Regions from separate parts of the Oryzias latipes genome. Here region 1 is linked to region 2. Evidence: chromatin contacts called from public Hi-C data. All regions are on one chromosome and are shown on one strand. Each heading gives the region's core, a stretch centred on a gene start, on an enhancer-like site or on the middle of the called end of the contact. The rest is flanking DNA. Distances are from core to core; before and after follow the strand shown.

The links. A called contact is a pair of places that touch in the nucleus more often than the background predicts.
Region 1: a Hi-C map of embryo shows a contact between it and region 2, with 2.6 times the contacts expected there. The contact joins the enhancer-like site here to the promoter of tshz3 in region 2. A contact is called at or near these places in 2 of 5 Hi-C or Micro-C datasets (both in embryo).

The regions. Positions count from the first base shown.
Region 1 is chr3:35,935,174-35,937,873 of ASM223467v1, reverse strand. No RefSeq gene overlaps it. Among protein-coding and RNA genes, the nearest start is that of LOC111946757, 8.7 kb to the right of the region's middle. Within about 2 kb of position 1,328, at least 3 of the 8 cell types and tissues checked have an H3K27ac peak or open chromatin away from gene starts, as enhancers often do. A contact at or near this core is called in embryo, where this site is marked.
Region 2 is chr3:35,752,153-35,754,852 of ASM223467v1, reverse strand. tshz3 (teashirt homolog 3) reads right to left here and starts at 1,277. Exons shown (of 3, transcript XM_011494251.3): 1 at 1,143-1,277; 2 at 363-785. The coding sequence starts at 402. It overlaps LOC105358580 (a long non-coding RNA gene), which reads left to right and starts at 1,580. Exons shown (of 4, transcript XR_002289340.2): 1 at 1,580-1,756; 2 at 1,883-1,945.

The DNA of each region.
Region 1 (2,700 bases), core at 79-2,578, 180 kb before region 2:
TTTTCTTCAATGATTTGTGATCTTCACTGGTGTCCATTGATTACATGAAATCTTTCCACCTTTATCCACCTTTGTCATGGTAGGGGGAACACCTCAATGTAAGGGGGGGGGGTCATCTAAAATAGCACAAGGGGTAAATGGTGTTCCACAGGGTTCTGTCGTTGGCAACCTTCACTTCTCGGTCTGGACCACATTTTTGATCCATCATTCTCCAGTTTTTCTATAAGGAGTCAGTTTAGCTCGTGCTGGTTTGCGGCACCTTCCGTCCGTGAAACCAGGGTTCAAATCCGGGCTGCTCCCTGTTCCCCTCTCTGCTTCTGTGCCGGTCCCAAGCCCAGATTAATTGAGAGGGTTGCATCAGGAAGGGCATCCAGCATAAAACATTGCCAAGTTAACCATGTGACTCATCCTCAAAGGAGAGGTTGTTTCGCTGTGGTGACCCCTGATGGGAAAACCCGAAAGAGAACGACAATTCTCCAGCTTTTCTATGCTGATGACTCAGGTCTTCCTGTCCTGATGAGGACATAGTTCTCATCATCTCTGCACCTTCAGGACTTCAAAGGTCAAAGTCCCGGTCTTTCCTCTTTGCCCTTTTAGATCCTCAGAAGTCCTTGTTCCGCATACCCCTTGTGCTGTCTTAGATGACCCCCCCCCCCCTTCCATTGACGTGTTCTCCCTACCATGACAAAGGTGGATAAAGGTGGAAAGATTTCATGTAATCCATGGACACCAGTGAAGATCACAAATCCTATTGTGAACAGAAGGGGGCGACAAACCATCACGCCAGAAAGTTTCATTACAACATGACTCCTCCTGTTTTTGCCATCGTTTAAAGCGAGTTTAAAGCAGCAAAAACACGACAGTAAAATTCGTTTTTTGTCATTTTCAGTGTCATAAATGAGCCTTCACTTCACTTTCATTGTTTCTAAATATAAAAGCATTTTTACTGACTTCACAATGACGTAAGAACAGTTTGTGGATCAGGAAATGCTGAGTGTCATTCCGCAGGAGTCCTCTAGGGGTCACACTTTCACACCTCCCAGGGAAGGAATGAGCAGACCACGAAGCATTCTGATGACTCCACACAGGTGCGTGAGCTGCAACGTGCAGGTAAACAGCCATGCCTGTGTAAACAGCCTGTGTGAGGCCGTCCAAAGCCTGGAGGACCCTGTGAGGCTGTCTCAGTCAGGGCCCGACTCGTTTGGATGAAAGTCTGCTGGATTTGAGCGCGTCTCTGTGCACGTTTGCATAGTTTGTGACACACACTCACACAGACACACTTACCTTCCCTTGTTCTCCATGCACGTGCACGGAGATGATGCTCTGCAGTTGTTTCTCTTTGGGCAGATGGTGACCTGCAGATGACCCCCCCCCCCCTCCGCTGGAAACGTGGAATCCATGCACAGCTGCAGTTTGACCACTAGAGGGCGGCAGATACCAGGCTGTGCTGCAAACCTGCTCAGACTGAACGCTTTCATTTAGAGGAAATAACTGTTTCATTTTTTACATTTTACTTTTATGTCAGTGAAGAGCTTTTAAATACCTGGCTATAAAAACATTTGATCAAAGAATCGGCTTCAAAACCAAAAAAACATATTTTTATAATAATCTAACTATTTATAAAAATCTTTTTTACATTTTTGATTCATTAATTTTTTTTTTAGTCAATGTAATTTTTCCCCCCAGTTTTTATTTTTAGTTCAAATAGAAAACATTTTTTTTAAATGATCACAATTGTTTAATAAAAAGGGATTTAAATTTGTTTTTCAGCTTTAAGTCATTAACAAAGAAGCAACTAAATGCATGTCTGTGGGTGTTTCTGTGCATGTGTGTTTGTGTATTTGTTGGTGTGTGTATGTTTAAGTGTGTGTTTATAATTGTTGAAATCTATTATATTTTCTAAAGCTGTAATAGAGAGGGTTGGTGCAGTTTTGTGTCTCTTTTTTTAATTAATTAATATTTTTCTCTTTTGCTTTTTGTTCTTTTTTTTAGCTCTTTTATTTTATTTGATAAAAAAAGAAGATTGTCCAAAAGTACCTTTTTTCGACTGGTATGCATCTATTTGTGCAAATCTGTGTGTGTGTGTTTTCTCACCTTTATTTATGTATTTCTGTTGTGATTTTGTGCATGTGTGTAGATGCACATATGTATAAGTGTGCTTATATGTGTGTGTTTTAATTTTTGTTTATCTGTGCACGTATGCATGTGTTTGTGCATGTAAATGTGCGTGTTGTGTGTATTTAAGCATGTGTTTTTTTCTGTGCTGGTGTAGTTTTGCATGTATTTGCATGATCGTGCATGTGTGTGATTGTTTGTGCATGTGTGTGTGTGTGTTTGTTTAGGTGTGTAAACCACCATATGTATATTTCCTAAACGTATGTGCTTTTACACAAGTGTTTGTGGGAGTGTGCATTCATGTTTTTGTTTGTTCATGCATGTATGCATGTGTGAGTGTACATGTATTTGTACATGTAAGTGTGTTTTTGTTTGTTCATGTAGTTTTGCGTGTGTATATTTGTGCATGTATGCATGAATCTGGATGTGTTTGTGTGTATATCTGGGTTTTTGTGGTTGTGTTTTTTTTGTATGTCTGTATATACGTGTGTTTGTGTGCACGTATCGGTGTGTGTGTTGCTGTGAGTGTCTGCGCACCCCCCCCCCCCCCCTTATGAATGGATGATCATGTGGTGTAAGGGAGAT
Region 2 (2,700 bases), core at 28-2,527:
GCTTGTTTCCAGATCCGGTCTGACATCTGCACTGGTTTGAGGAAATCTGATCCAGGTCCCAGCAAACAACAACCCCCCCAAAGTGAAAGCCACTCACTTTGAATTTCTGACAACTTCCTACAGAAATAAAACGATACAAATAAAGGTTTTTCCTAAATGTGGATGAAAAGAGTTGCAGCTGAGAGGAATGTTCTGCTGCCTGAAAGAAGCTGCGACGCAGTTCTGCTCCAGCAGAACCGGATCCACAAAATTTGCTTTCGGGTCGGAAAAATAGGAATTAAAAGTAAGTGAGTGACGGGAGTGGGAGGGGGGCAAACAGTGGAAGAGAGGAGGGGGAGTCGGGGGTAAAAAAGGAAGAGTACCTGCGGCGCGCCGCGGCGCTTGCTGCTTCCTCCGCGGCATGACGGCTTCTGGGGCCCGGCAGGGAGTTTGTCTGTGGCCACGGTGATCCGAGGCTGCGTGGGGGATCCGCGGGGCTTTGATACAGTTTCCCCCCCCTGGGTGCGCTCTCAGGGCTCCCACATAGATCGACGTGGGAGTGTGTGAGGAGGGGGCACGCCGTTAGAACGGAGAAAAATGAAAATAAAGACAGAAAAATCAGAGGGAAGCCAGCGGCGCGCGGCTCGGAGCGGTGCGCCTCCCGCGGTCGCCTCGGCTCGGATGGGAGCTGGACCAGGCGGGAGGAGGAGGATCCGAGGCGGAAAACCGGTCTGGAGAAAAGCCACCGCGCGTCTTCTCGTGTTCCTCGGGGCTACTTCTTGGTGTCGGAGGCGGCAACAGGCGAGCTGCGGGATCAGAGCAAATGATTGCGTCAGTCAAAAGCCCGCAAACGAGGGACACACATCAGAGCTGACACGACTGAAGCCTGCGCCTCTTCTACGGCTCAACCTCTCCGCCGCTGATAGGCGTCACGTAGCTCCCCCTCTCACTCCCTCCGCCGCCCCCTCCTGTCTTTAGTGCCCCTCTCACTCTCTTCCTGACATCCACGCGCTTCCTCCAGCCTCGACCGCTTCAAGCGCGTGCGTAATGTCGCGCGCAGCTCCGGGAAACACGCGCAAACATGCGGGTCTGGCAACAAGGCATAACCCCCCCCCCCCCCCCCCCTCCAAAACAAAAACACGCAGAGACAAACACGCACTCACTTCACGCGCTGATCGTCCACATCCGAGGGATCCTTGCCTCTTCCTCCCGGTGCTCACGCGCACTTCAGAGCCAGCAGCCAAGCAGGAGAAAAGCCATTGTGGAGTCAGACATGAAAAAATAAAAACACTTTCTTTCTTGGGAGGAGGAGAAGGAGGAAGACGAGGAGGTGACTGATTGCGCTGCCCTGCAGGCGGCGGCGGGTTTTCCTCCGAAAGCCTTGAAAGATCCGCAAGTCCTTCGTTCAGGGTGTATGCGCGCAAGCGCGTGCACGCAGTGCTATATCATCTCTGTGCGTGCGCAAATCGATGAGATGCGCGCTTGATTGGGTCCCCCTTGTTGTAATAATGCAGACTAGGAGGAGGAGGCGGAGGAGGAGGAGGAGGTGCTGGAGCGGGCTGCAGGAGCGCGCGGATCGGCACAGTTCCTTCCCGCTTCCAAACCCAGAGCAGACCACCGAAAACACCAACTCCTCTTTTTCTTTTCCTTTTTTCTCTTCTTAACGCGGAGCTATTTAACTCGCGCGTGCAGCTAACAGAACTCCCAGCTCCGCGCACATGCAGGCGCGCCCTCCCTGCTCGACTTTGAACTCAACCAAGTTCTGGTTTCTTTCGAGGTAAGCCCCAAAACCTCCTCGGGCCAGATTTGGAGACTTCAGCTGGATGTGGAGGAGCTCCTCTGCTAGGACCAAACTTTGAGTTGAGTTTGAAAAAAAAAAGCCTCGTGTCTCGCGTTTTTTCAGGAAATCCTCGCAGCGTGGAAACGGTGGATGAGCTCTTCCGGTGAAGGATCAGAGGATGGCGGGGTAAGTCATCAGAGGCTCTCCTCCGTTCTCTGCTCTGAGCCAGATGTGCCGCCGTGGAGGCGCGTCTGTCACTTTGGACTCGGATCTGACCGGGTTTCCGTTCGTCCCGGACGCACCGGGTTTCGTGTCCGCCGCTCGCCGCGTGTCTCCGTGCGTGGCTCCTCTGCGGGTGTTTTCGCCCGAAACTCGCCGCGTCTGTGCGCGCCGCTCCGCCGCGCCGCCGTTAGATCCGCCCAAACATCTGTCCGTCTTTCCATTGGTGCATCCATCAGTGTCACACACACAAACGCGCGCGCTACTACAGCACCCCTCCCACACAGTGTTCAGCCACACGCGCGTGCACGCTGGCCGTACAGGTTTCTCACCCACTCCGCGTGTGACTGACGCACACCTCCCTCAGGTTCGAATCCTTCACATCAAACGGTTGCGCTCCTGAGCCACAAAGCAGAAGGAAGGCGCGCGCCCAACTTTTCATTCAAACTATTTCATTGTTTTATCCGCTCTCGCGGAAAGAAAATTTATAAATTATGACAACTTATATACCATCAAAAACACAATTTAAAGAAGTGAAATACCAGATTTTTGTCATCAATTGTGGCAAAAACGCACCACACTGACATTTCTGCAGCTTTTCAGAAAACATTTTATGACTTTGTTCACAAACCCGCGTGCGTTGGTCAGTGAGGAGTTCCCAGTAGAAGGAGGTGTGTGGGGATTCTTATCCACAAAGGTTAGAAACTAAAACAAACTAATGT